Linked DNA regions of Zea mays: region 2 is linked to region 1. The links are chromatin contacts, called in public Hi-C maps. All regions are on one chromosome and are shown on one strand. Each heading gives the region's core, a stretch centred on a gene start, on an enhancer-like site or on the middle of the called end of the contact. The rest is flanking DNA. Distances are from core to core; before and after follow the strand shown.

What was found. Hi-C and Micro-C count contacts between places; a contact is called where the count stands out from the background.
Region 2: a Hi-C map of leaf shows a contact between it and region 1, with 2.3 times the contacts expected there. The contact joins the promoter of LOC100280768 here to the promoter of LOC100283425 in region 1. A contact is called at or near these places in 4 of 25 Hi-C or Micro-C datasets (bundle sheath, leaf and leaf mesophyll).

The regions. Positions count from the first base shown.
Region 1 is chr1:6,494,394-6,499,930 of Zm-B73-REFERENCE-NAM-5.0, forward strand. It overlaps LOC100283425, which reads right to left and starts at 1,905. Exons shown (of 2, transcript NM_001366674.1): 1 at 1,409-1,905. The coding sequence starts at 1,766. The coding sequence ends at 1,440.
Region 2 is chr1:6,775,406-6,780,742 of Zm-B73-REFERENCE-NAM-5.0, forward strand. LOC100280768 reads left to right here and starts at 3,486. Exons shown (of 4, transcript NM_001153689.1): 1 at 3,486-3,914; 2 at 4,715-4,855. The coding sequence starts at 3,600. LOC103631568 (TATA-box-binding protein 1-like) reads right to left here and starts at 648. Exons shown (of 6, transcript XM_008652451.2): 1 at 596-648. The coding sequence starts at 648.

The sequences.
Region 1 (5,537 bases), core at 655-3,154:
CACTTTGGTATTGCATTATCCTGCTATGAAATGAACTCACAAGAACCAGCAAAACTTATGCAACAGTCATGCAGAGAGATGCTCTACTGCACTTAACCAGATTAAATTGGAAGAACAGGGGGTTTGTCACAAAGTATTTAAGATCAAATGATATAAAGTACAAGCAGTGTATTGAAGAGCTCATCTCAAAAGGACTGGAAAGCCTCTAACAATGAAGCTAAAAGGACTGCATTTGTTTCTTCATGTGGCATCCCCCTGAAGACGAGTATATTACCACCACCCACCAAAAGACCTAACGTTCTTGAAAGTATTGCAAAAGTGCTAAGTGGAGGTACAATAAAAAAATGTGATATGAATTGGCAACTCCATTTAATTTAATCGACATGACACCTCAATGTGTTATAAAATGAAACTTGGGCAAGTTCCTTCAAATTCAATATTGCTTGCAGCAACCTATAGATATAGTTGAGAAATATTCTGCTTATTGGCATAGGTAAGCTATGACATGTTTATCATACATGTTTTAATTAGATTTGATGCTTCACTGCAACGATGTGTTTGGAATGGCAGCCTGCGTAGCTAAACTAACCTGCTGCCTATGTACATTATCTGCTTTAATTGCACAAAGCTTCAGATTTAAAAATTGGTCCAACAAACAAAAATCTAGGCCTTGTCTAAATCACTTCCAATGACTTGAGAAGCTACAAGCCAGAATAGAGTTCCAGTCCTAATATCACCAAACAGTAATCTAGAATCTGTAACCAACTTCAGGTAGTTTGGAAGCCCCAAATTCAGGTCGCAGGGAAGATATGATGAATTTCCATTAAGCTTCCTACCAGCTAGACTGATTTCTAAACATTTTAGCACTGTTGTGTATTCATGATACATGAACATCACAACTCAATATATGAACATATGACAGCATAATGGTTGGAACTGCAGCAAGCACTGGGCAGCAAAAAAAGAGAGAGAGATCTGGACTGATCTCAAATGTCCATGTATCCCAGTGGCTTGATTTCACGTTTTAACTTCGTCATATTTGCAGCAAGCTTGAATTATGCTACCAAGAATCAAGAGTCACGTTTCTGTTTTCACCCTACCTAAATTAGCTCTGCAAGTGCTACACGGCTACAGCAGCTCCTGAAAACCCTAACCATTCAGTCAGCAGCTTAGTCTGAAATGTCTACAAATTAACCTAATAATATCCACGCCAACGCTGACGGGCCACCCGCCCAATGCTGCTTCCCCTGACAAAAGGGCGCACGATTCGCCACTCATGCAATCGGAATCCCTAAGTACCCGAGACAACATGTGGCCTTCACATCCAAATCACAAACTCAAGCCACAGCAGCCGAGCTAAATCCCGGAAAGAAGAGATTCGAAACGGCGTGACGGGGTCAGAGCTCACCTAAATCAAGCGGATCGGTCTGGGACCCGTATCAGGCGAGCTTGGCGGTGGCCGGGATGAGGCCAATGGAGGCGCCGCCCTTGACCTTGGTCTCCTGCGCCTCGCGGATCTTCTGCATCTGGAGCATCCGCTCCATGACGAGCTCGTACTGGCACTTCTCGTAGGCGTGGCGCTCGGGCTCGCACTTCCAGGGGAGGTAGAACTCGGCGACGCGGCACTTGTTGAGCGGGATGAGGAGGTGCGCGCACTGATCGCGGTAGGCGAGCGGCACCCGGGCCTCCGCCATCTCCGCCTGCGTCGCGATCTGGGGCTTCGAGGAGCCCAGCTCCACGCCGGCCGCCGCTGCCGCCGCCTCCATCTCAGTCGCTCTCTCGCCGGCGAGCTCGTCCGTCGATGAACGCGGGTTTGGTGTGGCTTGTGGTCTCGTGGATGGGAGAGTGGGTATGGGCTGAATTTGGGCCTGTAGTGGCTTCTAGCCCTTGATTGTGTCCTGAAACGGCGGAGACGCATCGAACGGGTTTTGTTCCGGCCGGGCCGCCGGGGACCTTAGGATCGAAAAAAAAAACTCGAGGCTCAAGAGTCGGCTCGGGCTTATTCAATCTCGGCTCATGAATCTCTTTAGTCCGAGTCAATTTTAACTGAGTCTGGATCGGCTCGTGAGCTGATATAGTAATATAGTATTTTAAGAGGAGAATTAGGTGTCTAGTTCCTTTTTTATCAAGGGCTCCATTTTTTGTTTTTGTTTTTGTTGTTTTTCATGTAGATTTTAGTCTTTCTTTCTTCATTCTTGTATTATATATGTATCTCATGTAGCATTTTGACCTTCACTTGTGTATATGCTAGAATGTGACTATGATCCTAGTAGTATGTTCTTTGTATACATGATGATGCTTTGGCATGCTTAGGCTCTGTTTGCTTATATTGATACAATATTGTTGAGCTAAGCTTCTTTTCATAATTGTGAACTTGACTATTACTTGTTGAATCCAAAACATGCTCCCCATTGAGATTGGCACCTAGCATGTATAGGATGTGTTTGAAATTCTTTGTATTGTCACTAGTATGCTAGGTGGCTATGCCTCATGTTTTGAGTTATTCATTGGCTTGATTCATTAAATCTGTGCTTAAAGCAAAATCAAGGTAAGTGAAAAAATCAAAAAGATCGAGATGAGTTTGAATTTGTCACCACATCATTGTATCGAGATTGCTTCTATTTCCACTTTTGGATGAACTCGAGTAGGTGGTGGATGATCAAAACCGGTGTCTTTACCTTCTGATTGCTTTGTTGCATAGGCTACACCCGGTTGAAAAGTTAGACAATGACAATGCTTACAACCTCTCGCACTCACATGCTTTTCATCGAAATTTGTAATCCGCTGTAAAATCTGATAAATCTTGAGAATTTAAACTGGTATCTATTTCAGATATATTTCTAGCATGATGAGTGACAATCGTTTAGGGTAGTTCATCTAGTTTATCTTGACTGACACTTAGTTGATTTCCTGCTTACTATATGCCTAGTGTTGTCTTTAGTGGTGTTGGGGGTAGATATCCTCGGGTCCTCACGAACACAGAAACATGTCACGGGCCGTCTGATGGGCCTCCTGATGGTCCACCTTGCAGGATGGGTCATCGGGCCACAACCAGGTTAGGCAAGCTCGATCCAAGAAGACGAAGACTAAACATCCGGGTTATGCGTAGGCAGAAGAGCTAATATCTCGACTGAAGAAGTTGCACACAGCCGAAGGGCTAAACACTCGGCGTCAACTCGGCTAAGGAAGTGATCAAACTCCGGATAAGCAGAACTACAGGCCGCGATAAAAGAGGAGATAGGTAGAATATATAGTGATCACAACTTGTAAGGAATAACCCTCTGGTCACTTATATAAGGCCGAGAGAGTACCCCTACCAAAACATCTCATCTCATCATACACCAGCCCTCATCAACCACACCTTAGCACCACAACAGCACATATGTAATCTATATACTCCAAAGCAACTCCAATACACAGCCTCAATAGGAAGTAGGGTGTTACGCATTCTAGCGGCCCGGACATATATCTTTACTACTCCTTAAGACCCTACCGTAGGCGTCCACAGTGATTTTGGTGCACGGTTCTGCCAAAGTTCGCGCCGCGGATCCCCACCCACTTCCCCTCTACTCCACAGCGCCCCCGCTCCCGCACATCGTCCCGCCGCGTCGTCCCGCCGCGGAAATCTCGTCCGCCCACACGATCCATCCCGTTGTCACCCCCCTGCTCGCACGTAGGCCCGCCTCTCCCTACCGCGATCTCATCGCGCCGCCCCGTTATCCCGCCGTGAAAATCTCACCAGCCCACGAGATCCACCCCACCGTCCCGCCCCCGCCCCCCTCGCTCGCACGTGGGCCCGCCTCTCCCCGCCGCGATCTCCACTCGCCTCCCCTCCTCGCCGCAGTCTCCTCTCCTCGGCAAGCACCCGCCCTCGCCCTCCCCCTGGCGCGGCGATGCAATCCGCATCAAGGCGCTCCCCCTCGGCAATCTCGCATCGCGGTGCCCCCTCCATCCTCGCGTGTGCCCCGCTCTCCTTCACGAAGCCCCGCTCCCTGCAGTCCCCTTCCATCGGCGACACCATCCTCGCCGGCAAATCGCGCCTCGCGATGCAATCCCCCATGGATCCGATCGGACCCGTTGCCGTCCCGGTGATCCCTGAAGCGTCGGCCGCCTGCCTCCCCACCCCCACCTGCCACCTCGTGTTGCCAGCAGAGATGTCGCGCGACCCCCCGTGATCCTGCCCCATTCCCCATCCTCGGCCCCTCCTCACGCCCCATCATCCGAAGTTTACAACGTCGCCAGAGACTATGCCTTCCTACTTGAAAGTCGCCTAGAGGGGGGGGTGAATAGGCAAATCTGAAATTTACAAACTTAAAGCACAACTACAAGCCGGTGTTAGCGTTAGAAACAAAGTCGAGTCCGAAAGAGAGGGAGAAAAACAAATCACAAGCAAATAAGGCGGATGACACGGTGATTTGTTTTACCGAGGTTCGGTTCTTGCAAACCTACTCCCCGTTGAGGTGGTCACAAAGACCAGGTCTCTTTCAACCCTTTCCCTCTCTCAAACGGTTACTTAGACCGAGTGAGCTTCCTTCCTTGATTTCTCGGGTCACTTAGACCCCGCAAGGACCACCACACAATTGGTGTCTCTTGCTTCGCCTACAAGGCTTTGAGAGTAAGAACGAGAGAAAGAAGAAAGCCAACCAAGCAACAAGAACAACAAAAGAACACAAGTCGATCTTCTCACAAGTCCTAAAAACTAGAGTTGAATTGTGGAGTTTGATTTGACCGGAGGCTTTGATTTGTGTCTTGGAGTGTTGTGTATTGCTCTTGTATTGAATGAGGAGTAGTGAATGCTTGGGTGCCTTGAAGTGTGGTGGTTGGGGGGTATTTATAGCCCCAACCACCAAAGTGGTCGTTGGGGAAGGCTTCTGTCGACGGGCGCACCGGACAGTCCGGTGCGCCACTGGACACTGTCCGGTACGCCAGCCACGTCACCCAACCGTTAGGGTTCGACCGTTGGAGCTCTGACAAGTGGGGCCATCGGACAGTCCGGTGGTGCACCGAACAGTCACTGTTCACTGTCTGGTGTGTCATCTGCGCCTGCTCTGACTTCTGCGCGCGCAGTCCGCGCACTGTAGATCATTGTTCACCTTTTGCAGACGACCGTTGGCGCTGTAGCCGTTACTCTGCTTGGCACACCGGACAGTCCGGTGAATTATAGCGGAGAGCCATTTTAAGAAACCTAAAGCTTAGCAGTTGGAGGGGATTCTCCCTGGTGCACCGGACACTGTCCGGTGGCACATCGGACAGTCCGGTGCGTCAGACCAGGGCAGCCTTCGGTTTTTTTTTGCTCCTTTGATTTGAACCCTTTCTTTTATATTTGTATTGGTCTATTGTGAACCTTTGGCACCTGTAGAACTTATAATCTAGAGCAAACTAGTTAGTCCAATTATTTGTGTTGGGCAATTCAACCACCAAAATTATTTAGGAAAAGGTGTGAGCCTATTTCCCTTTCACTACTCGCCTACCTCGATAGGTTGTAGATCCTCTCCACCACTAGCTCTGTATAGCCTAGTCCACGTTCGTGGATCTCT
Region 2 (5,337 bases), core at 2,236-4,735, 280 kb after region 1:
TTATTTCCTACTAGTTGACCAGACCGTTTTTAATATTTTTTTGCATTTTGACCTTTTCATAGAAAAATTATTCGTTTGGGTCCTTTGACGACGTAATCTGATTTTTGGACCTTTTTTCCGACGCCACAAACTATAGCGCCGAGGTAATACGGCTCAGTGTTGTGACTTAGCACCGAGGTGGGACACCGAGTGCTGCGTTCGGCGCCACAGGTCGTGGCGCCAAGCTTGATGCCAAGAATTAATTTGAATGATTCACATGCAGCATTACATTAATAAATTAATTGTATATAGCATCGCCAAAAACCTTGGAAACGGACCCGTGCTAAATTTACGATATTATATGTAATTAATTTATTAATGTGATGTTGAATATGAGTCGTTTAAATTAATTCTTGGTGTCTTATGATGTCGAGCTAGGCGCCAACGCAGCACCCGATGCCTCACCTGTCACGGCGTCGAGCCCGTGTGACTTCGGCGTAATAACATGTGGCACAGAGAAAATGATCTAAAAATGAAATTATATCAAGGGCTAAACATATTTTTTTATGCATTGTAAACAATGAATACCAATCTGCGATCGGGGCTCGGGACTCACTGGAGGATGGGGACGATGCCGGACGGGACCCCGGACTCATGCGCGTCGTTCATCGCCGACGACGCCGTTGATCGTCCTTCTCCTCCGACGCTAGCTCTCCCCGCTCCCGCTGCGCAGCACCAGCGAGGACACCCTAACGGCGGCAAGCAAACTGTTCTCGTTTTGAATGAGCGCGGGTTATATTTTGGCGAGAGAGCTTTGGGTCGAGTACGGACGGGCAAGGGGGCTTGGATTCCAGCGACTTTGGTGCGAGGAAGAAAAGAAGAAGGCGGGGCGGGCGGGGCTTGGATTTATGGACGCGACCTGGGTTGGGTTCGAGACCGGCTGGCTTTCGCTCGGTCGCTGGACAGCCCGCCGAAGTGGGTTTTGTTCAACTGTCATCTTTTTTTATTCTTTTTTCATAATACATCTACGAAACTATTTTATTCTTTCCACGAGGGTACATGCGCAAAGCTAAACAAGTGCGCAGATGGAACTAAGCAAAACAAGCATATGTATATCCTAGTATATATTTATATTAGATCATGCACGACAAATACCTCGATTTTTTTAGTATTTTCCTTCTTCTAAATGACCAAGACCATTTTAGCAAACAAAAATATGCTTCAGCATGAAATGCAACAATCAAACTCCTCTAGTATTTTATTTTACCAAACTTAACACTTATATATAAAACAAAATAACTCTCCATTATTTAGAAAAAAATGAAAGATAAGAAAAATGAGTGAGTAACACCTGAATTTTGAGTTTAGAGCAAAGAATTTTTTATACCCAAAAATCAGGATGTTACATTAACATAGACACTAGAAGCAACTATATAATGGACCCAAGGCCTATACAACCGTGATTTAAGGGTAATCATCCAATCATGTACTATATTCACAAAATACATAATATTGCCAATAATATGAAAGCTGCCATGGAATTAGACAACCCTACATGGAATGATAATATGTATTGTGACGTCGCATATTACCAACATGGTTTCCAATAAAATTAGAACAATTTTTTATGTCATAGAGACAACTAATTAATTTTGGCTACATATATATGTAACAACACATTATTTTTATTTGTAGGAATTTGATAAGCTCTCTTATTATCAACTTTATGCGCGAGTGGAATGATATAAGGTTATCTTTCACTTGCACCGTGAGTAACCTCATTGTTTTAATACTTGTTAAATATCATTATTTTAAAATTAATTATTAACCGAGTTTAATGATATATAATACTGAATGTATAGACTGAGAATGTATTGTATATTGAGGGCTAATTTTTGGTAGAATTGATAAGTGCAAGGGCAATGAAACCAAAGATACCATTTTAGAAGAAATATGATAAATTATAAGTACATCAAGGTTTAGCCGTTTTCCAAATATATGATAGATATGATGTTGTTTGCAATGATACTTAACATTTTCATAAACTCGTTATCGTTGATGTATATTCAATATATTTCGATTTGCCTTAAAGTTATCACGATTTTAGAGCTTAAGATAAAAAAAGATTCAGATTTTTTTGCTACCTTCGTTATCTTGATTACTTATATCACGATTGACTTTATTGTCTTTTAGATTTATCGTATGGTTAGTAGTGCTAGAAATCAGACAGTGCTGGCCTGAGCCCATCGTGCTTTAGGCCACAAAGGCCTAAAAACTTTTGGGCCATATCGTACCAGCCTAGAGAGTAAAAACAGTAGCTCAGCCCCGCCCTAAAAGCATGTCGTGTATTCGTTGGGCCGTGCCGGTCTAAGCCCAACCCATATATTTAAACCACGTAAATTCCAAATATTACAACCACATAAAGTCTATAGGTTACTAAGGTTATGTTTGGAAGAGCTTCAATTCAAGAATTTCAACTTTGTTCAAACTTTTTCCACCCAAATAGGTCCAGCTCCACGAGCTTTAGCTTTAAAAAAATTGAAACTGGAGACCAGTTTCAATAAATTCATGAAGCTCCTTAGAGGGTGCTTCAAAATATTGTTTTTATATCTACTCATGAAGTTGCACGAAAATTATCCACCATGCCACTGGTTACACAACATACAACATCCGTTCTATCTCGCGACAACCTACTAATCATCAAGGATAATTAAGAAAACTCACACAAATCAATTTTACTATAGAAGCCGGAGTCCATGTGCAAGTCAAACGCTCCTGAAACTCACTTTAACAATTTGATAGAGTTGTTTTATGGTGAAGCTTTAAAGTGAAGCTCTCCCAAACAAAGCCCTAGATTAAAGATATTAAACAATACGAGCATCATTTGACCACATAAAGTTCAAATATCACAACCACATAAACTCCATAGGTACTAAATTAAACAAACTAAATAATATAAGCTGCATTGGACTATATTGAGACCCAGCCTAAGCCTGCCTACGGGCCATTTTAGTCTAACATATATTATTTCGTGTTGGACCGTGCATTATTCTCTTGTTTTTAGATCATAATCGTTGTTACTGGTCCAAAATGCACGACCTATGTTCCAGCACTAATCGTTAGCGCACGCGAAGGTTCGTGGTAAAATAAATTGACAGCAGCCCAATCTCCCGTGACCTCAGTTAAGCCATGGGGTGGACCCGCGAGGCCGCGAGACGAATATTCTCCGGACTCGCCTCGCACAAGAGCAAGATGCGAACCGAGCCCCCTCTGGCGCGTGGGACACGACGTGCAGCGCTAACGGCTGGCATGCGGCCACCACGCGCCATGAACCCGTCGTCCCACACGCCGCTCCATCGCCTCGCATCCGCCGCCGCAGTCGTCGCTTCGCTACCGTCCAGTGGGGCCGAGTGGCCGACCCATCCACCGGACCACGGTAGACCGGTTGCACGCCCCCAATCGACCCACCTTCTTCTACAAGCCACTCTCCCTCCCCGTCGCATCTCAGTATCTCACTCCCAGTCGCCTCCGCACATACAAATACGCGACGGGAACGGCCAGGGCCGAACCCTAAAACCATCGCCCTGCCCCCGCCTCCGCCTCCGCCTCCGCTGCATCCCATGGCGGCCGTGCAGCGCCTCCTCCGGGCAGTCGCCCCCGGTGGCTCGGCAGCGGCGGCGGTCAGGAGGCGCATGACGTCGCTTGCGCCGGAGCAGGCGCCGTCTGCGGCCGCCGGGTTCCCATTCGCGGCGGAGCAGAGAGCAAGGCGGCCGGTGGCGGCGGAGAGGAACGTGCAGTGGGTGTTCCTGGGCTGCCCCGGCGTGGGCAAGGGCACCTACGCGAGCCGCCTGTCGCGCCTCCTCGGCGTGCCGCACATCGCGACGGGGGATCTTGTTCGCGACGAGCTCGCCTCCACCGGGCCACTTGCTACGCAGGTGAGAGTGAGCCTCCTCTCCGAACCTCTACGGTCCAGATCGGCCCCACTCTGCTCTGCGCTGATCTGGATTTCATATTTAGTTGTGTGGATCAGCGACATGGTTGAGCTTATTTAGCTAGAGAATTGAGGTCGCCTCGTGTCGAGTGTGGATCAGTACGCGAAATTGTTGATAGATCTGAACATTGCTGCCTGAATTTGACCTTACGTAATACGCTTTGGTTGCAGGCTTCAGCTCAATCTTGTGATTGAATTTGACCCCAAGTTTTGTTTGGGCATCACAGTCTATTCAGAAAACCACGTCTGGTTACTGGTTAGAGCCGTTAAGGGACTCTAGTTGCTTCTCCTGTGCAATACTGTTTTGCTGGACGACTTGTACTAACATTACACATGGCTCTTCACATAATAGTGTTTTTGCTAGAAGAGTAATAACAATTCACTAATAAACTTGCCTTGATTATGGTTTGGTTGCAAGTGTGTGGCTACTTTTATTGTAATTTTGCCATGTTCATTTCATGCTAACAATTAGCTTGCAAAGCTCGCCCTACATCTCTATTTAAAAACTTACTGTAAATGAGTAGATTCATAGTTCATTGATTCCATGACTGTATGGGTTAGTATCTGATTGTCCTTTCGGCTTTGTTTGGGTACTCTAGCATTGACCCCAATCCACATGTGTTGAGGTGGATTGGGGTGTAACTTAGTTTAATTCAGTCAATCCACCTCAATACATGTGTATTGAGGTCAATAGGCCTTCATATTTTTCACTTTGAAACTGATGTGATATTTTTTTTCTCGCAGCTTGCTGAAATTGTTAATCAGGGGAAATTAGTTTCTGATGAAATTATCATCAATCTTTTGTCCAAAAGGCTTAAGAAAGGAGAAGACCAGGGAGAATCAGGATTTATTCTTGATGGTTTTCCCCGTACAGTAAAACAAGCGGTGAGAATCTTTAACATATTGTGAACACTACCTTCTATTTTGTTCCTTTTACTAGCAATTGAACTCAATATGCTGATCACTTTTGAATGTTCAATGTTTTTCTTCAACTTAGTTCTGGCGTTTGGTGCAATATAAAAATATTATTCAAATAGTTCACATGTTTCTCAGTTTCTGCTGCAATTGAATCAGGTCTTCCTAGTCTGTTCCTTTTAGTAACCATTGAAATCAGTGATCTGGTGTCTCCTGAAAGCTTAATGTTTTAATTGCTGTTTGGTAATGATGTGAGTAATGCAATGCAAATAGTTCACATTTTCCTATTCCCAACTACTGTGGCACTGTGATAGCATGTACTCTTTTTGTTAGTATGTGGTTACCTTTTCTTTAAGTATAATTCTTGTGATTATTGTGCCTCCTGCAGGAATATTAACTTAATTTGCGGGTACAGATTTGAACATTTTTGCCGCCATTGTTTCTATTTGAAC